Linked DNA regions of Mus musculus: region 2 is linked to region 1. The links are chromatin contacts, called in public ChIA-PET maps. All regions are on one chromosome and are shown on one strand. Each heading gives the region's core, a stretch centred on a gene start, on an enhancer-like site or on the middle of the called end of the contact. The rest is flanking DNA. Distances are from core to core; before and after follow the strand shown.

What was found. ChIA-PET counts read pairs in DNA pulled down with a chosen protein or histone mark.
Region 2: a contact with region 1 is called in an RNA polymerase II ChIA-PET map of memory CD8 T cells, with 31 read pairs. The contact joins two enhancer-like sites. A contact is called at or near these places in 3 of 484 Hi-C or Micro-C datasets (CD4 T cells, embryonic fibroblasts and nephron progenitors) and 5 of 115 datasets of contacts at active chromatin or transcription factors (acute myeloid leukemia, bone marrow-derived macrophages, embryonic fibroblasts and 2 more).

The regions. Positions count from the first base shown.
Region 1 is chr1:152,035,526-152,041,712 of GRCm38.p6, reverse strand. The region is part of intron 1 of 1700025G04Rik (RIKEN cDNA 1700025G04 gene); the gene reads left to right. Among named protein-coding and RNA genes, the nearest start is that of 1700025G04Rik, 52 kb to the left of the region's middle. Within about 2 kb of position 3,437, at least 53 of the 459 cell types and tissues checked have an H3K27ac peak or open chromatin away from gene starts, as enhancers often do. A contact at or near this core is called in memory CD8 T cells, where this site is marked.
Region 2 is chr1:152,268,274-152,274,460 of GRCm38.p6, reverse strand. All of the region lies in intron 3 of Gm36920 (a long non-coding RNA gene), which reads left to right. Among named protein-coding and RNA genes, the nearest start is that of Gm36920, 19 kb to the left of the region's middle. Within about 2 kb of position 3,875, at least 26 of the 459 cell types and tissues checked have an H3K27ac peak or open chromatin away from gene starts, as enhancers often do. A contact at or near this core is called in memory CD8 T cells, where this site is marked.

The sequences.
Region 1 (6,187 bases), core at 2,188-4,687:
CTGGGCTGTTTATTCTTTTATTCATACTGAACCTAAAAGGATCTTACTATTTTTAGGTTCAATTTCAAATGAGAAGGCAGGGGCAATGCTGCTTGGTTATAGTAGTTTTGAGTGATCGTGTGCATCAAAGCTAAGCACATACATGATCTTCCTTAAATCCCGTACTGAAGCCATGGGTGGTAGGTTGTGTGTTTCCTGGTTTATGGGTGATTGGGCAGAGCTAGCAGTTTAACCATTATGGAATGAATGTATACTTCTGTGCTTCCTGGAAACTTATTAGCGTATTTAAAGCTGCTGTAAACTGCTTTAAAGATAATCTAATATTCGTCATTATTGTAGAAGCTTGTCAAAGAGTTGGGCCATAATTAAAGTAAAAACCTTAGTTTGTTTTTGTAGTGTTTCATGTCCAGTAGGCACGGATGTTAACAGGGCCTGGTGCTCATTCACTGGGTATATGGATGATAACAATGACTGTCACAGCCAAGCCTTTGGATTCTGTTCAGATATGGGGTGATCAGTCAATAGAAGATGCTGATACTGAAATGTACCTTGGACTCTTGGGTCAAGTCCTAACTTTGCCCTGACTCTTGGATGAACTTGCAAGTTATTCAGCTCTAGGATAGCCATTTGTAAAGTGGACACAGTAGACCCTTGGGTGACAGCGGTCCGGTAGAAAGGGAAAATGTTTGTGAATTGCTTAGAACTGGGCACATAGGAAACAGTCATTAAAAAGACAGCTGTTTCTAACTGCCATTATATGTTATGCAGTAATAGACTGTAAGTTAGGCAAGGCCATATAGTGCAAATTCTGAGTCTGTTAGCAGTCGAACCTCCATTAAATCCCTTTGTGTCTCTGAATGTACTTGTGTCATGAAGATATATAAAAGAGGGTTATAATAAAATTTATGAGCAATGGAACATCTGAAAATGTTGACCAATCTTCACCAGTGCTGCTGACCCAGCCCTGTGGCTGACAGACTTCTAAGACAGGGCTGCTTAGGCACAGAGGATCCCGGGGAACTTTACTTACACTGGCCATTAGTCCCTATGGCACTTAACAGTTTGGCTCCGATTCGAGTTTCCGGTGATTGATGCATACTTTCTGGGTCAAGGCTTGGATTAGATCCTTAAGTACTCTGAGGGTCTGAACTCACTTGATTGTAAAGATTAAAGTCTTTATTCTTCTAGACTTGATATTCTTTGGAACATCTTTTTTTTCTTTTCTGTTTTAAATTAATTTTAAATTAGGATACAAAGTCATCGGTTCCATTGTGGTGTTTAAAATGTACCTGTCATTGTACCTTGTCTGAATCCTCTGTACTGCCCTCTCCCTCTCTCCTTCCTGGTTCCCCACCCCCACTCCCCTCTCCCTCTCTCCTTCCTGGTTCCCCACCCCCACTCCGCTCTCTTGTCACATGTCAGGTGATCCTTATTATCTTATCTTCTTGGATATATTCTGTGATGAAAAAAAAAATGTCTGTGTTTGAAAAAAAGGAAGCTATAAATGAAAAGATTATGATGTTATCAGTTTATATTGTCACCGTGTGAGTCGATAATTCCATGTGTGACTGTTACGAGGAAGTCAGAATTTGGTGTTTGACCGTCAGTATTTTAGATAATTAAAACACCATATGACGTTGTCATTTTAAAAGAATTGGCTCCATTCTCCCCCGGCTTATTTTCACACGAGGCATTGTAATTTGAAGTTGGTAATAGCAGTAGTCTGGGTTTTGAGTGTGAATCAAAGGCGAACCAAGGGAAGTGGAGAAAGCCTCCATGCCTTTCCTGGAGATTTCCCACTCCCAGGCCCTTCCCTAACGCTTAGGTGCAAAGTCGCTGTATCGTTTATTTAACACTTCCATTCTCACTGCCACAGTCTGTTTTATTTCTGTGGGCGGTGCGCCCTGCACACTCAGCTCTGGGTGAGACCAGTATGTGTATGACAGGGCCTTCTTCCCTAGCTGGCTCATGGATTGGGGCCTGGGGCTGACAAGAAGCACTCCAATGTGTTTTACAGCCTGAAGTGTGTTCACCCCTGAGTACTGGATTTTATATTCCACTGGGGGGAAAAAGTCTATAAATACCGTGACAACTTTCCCCCTCTACCAGAAGGCTCCACGCCCTGTGGCAATCTACTTTCATGAGTTTGCGGTTGGTGCCAGAGCCTACAATGTAAAATTCCTTTGTAAATACTGTACCTGAGAAAGCAGCATTGTGTCCACTCCTACTTTTGCTTCTTTTTCTGACCTCATGGTCTCACTCTGTATTCCAGACTGGCCTCAAACTCAGCATCCTTTTGCCTCAGCCTCCCAAGTGTTGAGATACTACATCCCTATATACCCTATCCTGTTTGGGTATACTGGGAGAATTCATTCCACATTCTTTCCCTGTAATTAGACTGTTGATTTATTTCTCTGGGTGTTGCACCCTTTCTCCCGAAGCTGCCCTGGTCCTCTCTAAGGGACGGTAGTGAAGTCTCTAGAATGTTGTCATTCCATCAGTGCCCTTTGTTGTGCTGGCCATTGCAGAATATCTGGAGACAGGGCACTCTGAGATGCTGATGTGGTGACTCTGAAACAGGTCACTGGGCCAAGATAGCTCAGCAGAGTCTGAAAGATGGCCATTCGAGGGGATCTTGAGCCTGATGTGTGCCCTGAGTAGGAAGTGGGATGTCCTGCCCTCGGTGGGGTCTGCACAAGGACAGCGTTTCCCATAGTGACTCGAATCTCAGCTTGGCTTTCTAGAATAAGCAGATATTAAAGTTCTTTCAATGAAAGAATTCTTTTTCCTGGGGAGTGCAGACTGCTAACACGCTTTTCATCTGAAGGTGTTAGCTCTAACTCATAGTTCTTCCTTCTCATGATGCCGCTTTACGTAGAGATCCCAGGCAAAGGAAGATCTCTGACCCTTTCTCTGAGTTCTGTCCCCAGAGTTATGCTCACCATTGCTCCAGTCCGTTATTCTCAACCACAGCAGGCTCCAGGTCACCCGCTTACTAGCTGGGAGACTCTGGAGGGAGTCATATTCAATTCTAATCTAGTTCCTTTTAATCTGAAGATGAACGTGCAATAGCTATGCAGAAAACATGTGCAGGTCACATGATTGTCATGAAGAGAACGAGAGAACTACTTTATGCTGTCACTCAGGGAACACTGAATGCTCACAGGGAGAAGGGTAGCCCAGTGGATGGAGGCAGACAAGGCGTCTAAAAATTAAGAGTTTCCAATCTGAGGCGACCCCGATGGTACCTGCTGAGTTCTCAGTGTGGAAACACCTAGAACGATTCAGCATTGGTTCAAGGGTCACATGAACTGTGATTTGTGCTGAGACAGACAGGATGCAAATGAGAAAACAGCAAGCTGTGTTGGGTTACTACTTCCATGCGGTGTGGGGGGAACGCTTCCAGCAGAGGAAATGTTTGAGCTGGGCCTGTCAGGTGACACAGCTTCCTATAAAAGCTCATCTGTCGCCTTTTCTCTTGTTCTCTGCAGTGGTTGCTTGTCTGCGGTCTCTGCACTGGCATCACTTGCTGGCCTTTGACTTAGCATCCGCCCTAACAAAAGTCACATTATAGGTGTGCATTGAGAACAGACTCGTTCTTAAATGCCAGGATCTGGATGTACACTTTTGTAATGAAAAGTCTGTTTATTTTTCTGGGTCAATTTTACCTTAGACTACTGCTCTATAATTCAAAACTTGCCTTGTTTTAGACATGATATTTATTTCTAATGACAGGGTAATTCTAGTACATGGGGATGTTCAATGCTTTGGAGCATATTGGATATAAATGTTGAAGAGAAATTTATTCTTTAGGGGTATACACAAGAGACAGGTTAAAGGCAACGAGGCAGCTTTCCAGAAGAGAGACAGTCGATGCATTGAGTGTGTTCCTGTAGAGAAGTGTCATGGGGGAGGGTGGTGAGAATCCGGGTCACACACCTTGAGTCCCTGTGTTATCTTGTGTTAATAGTTAACACCAATACTGTGTCATTGGCTAAATATTTTTCTTGCAAGATAAAGGATTGTGGTTGTATGGACTCTGTCTAGAAGCTAAAGATCTCGATCCCTTGAGTTGACATGGTAGAGAATTCTCTTCTATGAGTTTTCTTGGAAGAGAGCACAGAAATTTCTCATTTTGACAGTTTTAATGGCAGACTTTTAAAACTCAGGATTTCCCATCGAAGTAAACACAAAAATAAAAGATTGTAGTATGTTGTTGTTTGTTGCCGTGTGTGTGTGTGTGTGTGTGTGTGGTGTGTGTGTGTGTGGTGTGTGTGTGTGTGTGTGTGTGTGTGTGTGGTGTGGGGGGTTGGCACCAAGCACATTTGGAAGCTGGAGGACAAAGCATCACTTCTTGCTTTTTAACTTGTTAAGACAGGATTTGTTGTGGTTCAGTGCCACCTACCCGAGCGCTTTCAGATTGTCCTTTTGAAATGGCTCTTTTTTCCTATGAGAGATAAATAAAGTATGTCAGTTCTCTCTCTCTCTCTCTCTCTCTCTCTCTCTCTCTCCCTCTCTCTCTCTCCCTCTCTCTCTCTGTGTGTGTGTGTGTGTGTGTGTGTGTAGGTCAGAGGACAGTCTCCTGTGTCATTCCTTAGGAGTCATGTACTTTATTTTTTGAGATGGGATTTGCCATTTTCTTGGGGCTTGCCAGTTCAGCCAGTGAGCTTTTCCTCCCCAGATTAGCTGGGATTCCAAATTTGTGCTGCCACACCCAATCCTTTTCCCTTCCCTCCCCTCCGCTCCCCTTCCCTCCCCTCTCCTCTCCCTCTCCCTTCCTTTTCCCTCCCCTTCTCTCCTCTCCTCATCCTCTCCCCTCCCCCTCCCTTCCTCCTCTCCTCCCCCTGCTGCCCCCCTCCCCTCCTCTTTCCCCTCCCCCTGCTTTTACTGACATCTTGAGATCCTTCTCCTTGTATAGCAGTCACTACTTTACCGTTGACTAAGCTGCCTCTCCCATATACATACCTTCATATATCTTGATAGAACTCAACAGTCTTTAAAATTATGTTTGCCAAAATACTGAACCTGAATCTAACTGATCAGAAGTCTACAGCCAAGTGCCGATGTACACAACATGAAGGGGTCAAGTGGGGGTGGTTGGTAGAGGATACTTTGTAGTTGTAATCAACAAAACATCAAAACTTCCCAGGTCAAATGACCAAGACCAAAACCAGCACACACACAGAGGAAACCTGTGGCTTGAAGGAGACCAAGGAGGTCTGTGATAGAGGAGGGCCTGGATGCTGACTACAAACAAAGGAAATCAGTAAGAGGGAATTGAGGACTGAACACTAGCCTGGCATTTAAAGTTTAAACGGTGTGCAGATCATCGGGGAGTTAGGCTTTTGGTGTTTTTTTTTTTTTTTAAAGCATTCCTTCTAGAGACAGATTCTAATATTTAGGAATGAGATCCCAGAGGCCCCAGCTGATTGATTTAAAGTTAGACATGGGTCCAAGGGGCTGTGTTTTACAGTTTTCTCTTCTCTGGGTATTTATTCAAAGTCTCTAAAAGTGAACATTAAAAACAGCAACAAAGCAAAACCTGACTTTGAAATGCACCCGCTTCCTCTGTTTTTCTCAGGATCCTGTAGTGCGTCTTCTAGAAAGAGTGGTCTGCAGCCACAGTCCAGCTTTCTTTGTTATCCATACAGCATTTTCTCCTGTAGCTTTTTAAAAAAGATGTAGTTTTACTTTGAGTGTGAGTCTTGCCTGCATGCGTATTTTTGCTGTCTGTGGAGACCTGAAGATGCATAGGCCTTTCGGAACTCCAGTTAGAGACAGTTGTGAACAGCCATGAGGATGCTGGGTCCTCTGCAGGGGCAGCAAGTGCTCTCAACCAGTGAGCCATCTCTCCACTCTGCTCCCATTTCTTAACTGCTTTCGCTTAAAGTTTTGCTTTATTCTTGAATTCATATCAGTTCATAGATGAACTCAAAAAAATTAATTCCTCTGTGGTGTACTGCTTTGTATATGCAAATTCGTGTGGTTTGTTGTTGTTGTTGTTGTTGTTGTTTTGGAATTCAGGCTTTTGATTTTCATCTTATCAGTTCAGGGGCACATAATTTAAGCACATCATGGACTACCTCACAGCATCCTCAATTATTATTGCATGTTTGATTCTTCTTCTTCTCTGGTCTCTGCTGCAGACTTTCATCAGGTGTGCAGGGTCTGACCCTCAGGTGCTGCC
Region 2 (6,187 bases), core at 2,626-5,125, 230 kb before region 1:
AAGACTTAGCTTTCTTTGCATACACAAAGGCATCTCTCCTCTCAAGGACTTTTCGACCTTAGATACAGGAACAGTGAACGCATCCTTGTAATTGTTCTTTACAAATTCCATGACCCCAGCTTCATATTTATTTATCCGGAGCCATTTCTCTGAGGATACACTTAGTGGCCAGAGTTAATGATTAAAAGGCTGACCCTATTGCCCTGGTTTGGGCAGGGTCCTGGAGGCATTCATCATTATGGCCACAACATTTCCTACAGCATGACTAACATCCTTTTGATACCCATATAAGAAGAGAAACTTCTCCCTCTCCCCATTCCCGCTCCTCCTTCTAATTCTTCATCTCCAGCCCTGTCCTCCCCATGGTCCTGGCAAAAAATCCTGGAGAACTGAAAACACTGGATCCACACAATTTTTTGACACAGACTTAAGAGCTTTTTTTCCTTTAAAGCCACACCAGGCATATCCCCTTCTAATATATATGTATCAGGCATAATACCTTCTAATATGCAAATACCATGCATATTTCCTAATGTGCACACACCAGGCATATCCTCTTCTAATATGCACACACCAGGCATATTCTCTTCTAATGTGCACAAGCAAGGCATATCCTCTTCTAATATGCATATACCAGGCATTCCCCTCATTACTATGTATACACCAGGCATATCCCCCCTCTAATGTGAGTACAATGAGCATCACTCTATCTGCTGTTAAGCTCTAATTGCATGGCTGACCTCATGCCAAATGCATGGACAGTCATATGAAGGAATTTGCTGAAGAGACCAAAACTTTGTTTTGCTTACTGGCTGTTTTTTAACCTTTGTCCATTGAACAACCTTTAGAGACTGTGTTCTCTCTCTGCACAGCATTGCACAAGGTCAAGCTCCCATTAGTGAGCCTCCGGCTTACATTATTCTTCTCCTGTTTTGACATTAATGTGGCTCTGCTTGATTATGGTAAATAAATGAATTTCAGTGAGTTCCTGTTTCCAAGGAAAAGGGGCTCTACTGACACCCCACCCATATCCCTGCACTTATCCTGCAGGTCACCTGCCGGTGGAGGCTTACACACACACACACACACACACACACACACACACACACACACACACACACACACACACACACACACACTTTGGTGGCTTCCTGTGGCTCCTGGGGGAATTGTATAGCTGCAGGCCTAAATCTAGCTATCTTCCATATACACCAAGGAATGAGGCAACCCATGCTGCCTTGCATGGGAAGGATTTGGAGTTGATGGACAAACAATTTAGCTTTCTGTTCCACCAGGGTTCTAAGCTGTGTTTAATCGACTTCCTTAGACGCCCTCAGAAGTAGCAAGCTTTAGCTGCCGCCAGTGATCATAACCTATTAGTAACTCCTGATGGTTGGTTTTGATGTCTTTCATGGCTTATGCATCCCTTCAATGTCCTGGAACTGACTTCCAAACTAGGCAAATTATACAGAAATTCTTTTATCAGATTCTGACTTGAGGGAGCCTGAACAGAACTGGAGACCTATATTGCCATTGATGGGTACTGCTCCAGGCTACTCTTTGGAAGAATAAGAGATTGAGTACAGGGTGTCTGAACAGATATTGCCATCTCGAAACTGTGACTAGATGCATGGCCTGGAACAGGGGGACATGGGTGGGTAAAGCCTTTTATCACTCAGATAATGAAATGACTTGCTGGTTGGTACATGCTAAAGACCTGGCACTTACCTCTTTATGTCACCTTACGGATTGTGTAAGTTATCAACACAAGTAACAGCCACACATACTATCTATAGACGATAACACAAAGAGTGAGCTTCTCAACTCCCTTCCTCCACTCCAGTACCAAGTAGCCCAGGGAAAGGTCCTCTTACCCACAAGTAAGATGAGTTTCCCCACATCAATTAATATAATCAATAAAATCTCCCACAGGTCGCCCAGAGGCCCATCTCCCAGGGGATTGTAGATTCTGCCATAGTAACAACACTTACCTCAAGGTTTATAGCAAGTCTTAGGACTAGAGAGAGCTAGTATCTTTGTAAAGTAGAAACAAACACACAAGCTATCTGACGAGCAAACTTTACAACCTACCTCAAAAAAATTTATCATGAAAGCTTCGTGTTGCATACAGTCATTGTAAATAAAGGAAACATAACCATGAATGAGTCTCAGTAGAGACAGCAAATCACACCAGTTGTTAGAACTATCAGAAGCCAACTACATAAAGTAAAATTAAGGTATTAATTAATCAATGTCTGTGTAGCAATAAACTTAGGGAAAAAAGAATACTGGAAATGATCTTTAGACATGAAAAACAATCATTGAAAGCAGACTATAGATAGATGACATTGATCAGGAACATCTTTCAAGTAGAATCTACATCCACAAGAGATTAAATTGACTAATAGAACTTTAATCCAAGCTAGAGGAGATAAACAGAGAGCCTTAAAATGGCCCCAGTCAAGGGAGAGTTAAAAATACTATTGTCCCATGATACCAGGGGCTGTGGGACAAGAACATGTTGCAATCTGGTTAGACCAGAAGAGTAAGACTCCACCTAGCAAATAGGTTGATGAGCTAGGCTGTTGAACCATCTGGGAACATGGCCAAGCAATTCTGGGGAGCATACTTGGCACTGTTTTGGCCTTGTGTTTCTCGTGAAATAAAAAAAAAAAAAGATTAATTTATTGTGTAGGTCATCATATATTACCTAGAAGCCAAATTGCCGGTTAAAATCCTGCTTGCAGGCAGGTGTATGGTTCTAACACAGCTTTTCATCTGAACTGTAGAGTGCTCTCCCTTAATCATCAAATGGGATGCAAACTATCTTCTCAGCCATTTCAGCATTTCAAAAATTTCTCCCCAAGTGGCAGGTTTGTGATATTTTTCATTATAATGGAATCTTATTCACCCATTCCAAACACAGCTGTTTGGTTAGAGAGCAACAGGAAATAATCACAGATATAAATGAGAGTCTGCCAAGAAGCTGAGACAAGAGAATTCTGTGCTTCAGGCCAGCCTGGGCTACCTAATGAGATTTTTGTCTAAAACACACACACACACACACACACACACACACACACTAGCATTGGGTAGCTAGGCTAGGCTTGTTTAGGAAAGTGCTTCCCACATAAACATCAACTCTGTAGTTCAGATTCCCAGAACCCACCTAAAAAATGTAGACGTGGTAGCACAGGCTTCCAAACCCAGCACTGGTGTGGGAGAAACAGGTGGGTCACTCGGACTTGCTGCTGCTCGGTCAGAGTGCATGCTCCGTCTCTGTCTATGTCTCTCTCTGTCTCTGTCTCTCTCTCTTTCTGTCTCTGTCTGTCTGTCTCTCTCTCTCTCTCCCTCTCTCTGTCTCTCTCACACACACACAGGCATGCACTTTTGATCATATCTGTTCAAATAATTATTTCTTTTACAACTAAACATTTCGAGTATTCCAAGCTAAGGAAAAGGTGAAATACGGTTTCAATTTTATGCTGTTTAGAATATAAGATGCTATTTTTAAAAATCTGTAATACATAACTTGTCCCTTTGGACATCATCTAGTGCCCCCATGTTTTATGTAACTGTGTGCACTGGACTGGTTTTCTGTGAAGACACAGAGATATCCGCAGGCTTTCATCTTCGAAAAGCCTCAAAGACTTTGACAAGCAGAAAAAAAAAAAAAAGACACTCCTGGCCTGCTTCTCCTCTCCTAGAACACCCCCCCCCCCGCCCTCCATACCTGCTTCTGTTGCTCTCCAAATCCTAACCTGTGCAAAGTCTCTTCCACTGAACTTCTCTTGACAACTGTAGTCCACCTCAACCCTCTTCCACCCCTGGCTTCCTGTCACCCACTCTCTGCATCTCTTCTACCTGGTGGCCGTCAATTTCCGCTGTCTTACCTCATCCCTATGCACTAATCTCATCTCCTGCAAACAAGAGCAGCCTGAGCGTAAGTCTGTGCCTTGCATGGATAATTCCTCTTCAGCTCCGTGAGTTGACAGTCCACAGCACACATTACGGATAAAGTGAGTAATGGAAGAATCAGAGTTCATCTGTTTAGAAGACGATTATTCAGGCTGTTCTCTGACAATGCCAGCCCCTCCCCCCACCCATTATCTGCGACTTAGCAGTTATGTATATGCTGGCCATTTCCAAAACCTTGTGTAGACACCAGACTCTAGCAACCTTTGCTTCTTGTTTATGCTTGTTATTCTATTAGACCAAATGCAGAAAAAAAGTCCTTTTCAAAGCTCTGTACGTGACAAGGTGCGGAGGATGGACAAGGTGCTCTTTACCATGCCCAGCCCACAGCTCCACCGCCCTTTGCAGTGGTTTCTCTTGAAGCTCTTCCTCCCCTGAGTTTACATCCTTAAAGATCTGCTTTGAAGATGAGCATTTAGAAACCTGTGGTTAGCCTTGCTCCAAGGTTTTGCAAAGTCAACAGGAGGCATTTTGATTATAGCTATTTGTTCTTAGGGGACAGTGAGTTTGCAGAAAATTAGAGATGGAAAATTGCCTTGCCTTACAGATTGGGCCAAGCCTGCGCAGCAAGGCCGGCCGAGGTAGGCTGACTGCTAATGCACGGCCTGAACTGGCTGGCAGGCAATGATGCTTCCTGGCTCCTCCTCATTGCAGGACTGCAGTGGATAGCACAGCTCACAGCAAGAGCGTGTACCCCAGCAAAGCCACTGCACCAGCAGCTGGGGGAGAGAAGCTGAATTCAGTGGTTGCACTTGCATGGGAATGGACAGCTATTTAAGGAAGAGAGTTAGCCAGTGTCTGATTCCTACCAAGTCTGTGTCTTCTAGGAAGTTCTCCTAGATTACTCAGGTGTATATTTTTAGTGGGAACTCAATCTATAAAAATCCAAGTTCATCAAATTGATAAATTGTGGAGACGAACTTTTATAAAATTTTTATTTAATTAATATATATGTGTGAGTGCCAGCGTGTCTGTCTGTCTACCACACTCATGCAGTGTTGGCAGAGGCCAGATGAGAGGGTTGGATCCCCTGGAACTGGTGCTATCAATGGTTATGGGTTATCATGTGTGTGCTGGGAATCGAACCCAGGTCCTCTGGAAGATCAGTCAGTGCTCTTACCTGCTGAGCCATCTCTCCAGCCCTGAGGTGGGTTCTGTTTAACTACAAAAGGATCTTCTTACCAACTTCAGGGTACCCTTATAATAGCTAATCATCCTCCTAGTGACTATGATATCATATTTATGGATTTCTTTTTTCAGACCTACTGATCTTAGCTACAATGTACTGCCATGGTGACTAAAAGCCCAGGCTTCGACTCCAGCCAAGAGCAAGCTTGAAAAATGGGCTCTGTTATCTATTTGCAATGTGTTTGGATTAGTTCTGATCTTCTCAAAAATACAGAAAGTTTCATCAAGGACTAAGCAACACACCTCTGATAGGTAACACCCAGTGAGACTTGATGTGAATATCAATTGATGAGCGGTTCCTACTCTTGTGTTATTAGAGTGTTCATGTGAAGGCGAAGGGTGTCTCACCCACATTCAGAGACACCTTGTTGTTTACTCTGTTTAATGCCATGGTCTATTTTCATTGCTGTGTGGCCCCTCCCTTTATCTATGGCTTCTGTTGTCTTCTGGACCTTTCTCTAACCCCCTGCCTCCCAAGGATGGTAAATAAATGGGTTAAGTACCAGATCACACTGGCTCTAGGGAAGATTCTGAAACTAAAAAGAAATACCCTAAAATGATGTTTCTCAAATAGTCTGTGAACCTCTGTCAAAATCTGCTCCTATTTGAAAATGCAGATGTAAAGTGAATAAATACATTAATGGAATTAAAAAAATGCAGATTTCAGGGCACCAGATGGAGTCAAGGGGAGGAATGTGCATTATAGCCATACACACCCCCAGTGTTATCCAGATATGAACTAAACACCCTTTTAGAAGTTTTTCAGTGACGTTTTAAGCTAGGCTCCATTGGACTGGCCTCTAGGGGTAAGGACAGAGGTTCCCTGGCTCATTCAGAACATGCAGTGGGGAAGGCTGAGGAAGGAGAGTTTTAAGAAGTATTCCCAGAAAGCTCTGATGATTTATCAAGACAAGGATCTTTTTTTCTAGAGTGACTGGCCAATGGTATGATAGCCCTTGCCAGAGTGGGCAAAGGAGAGTAATTAGGGAGAAGACGGACCTTTGAATGACTTAAGGGCAGTTAG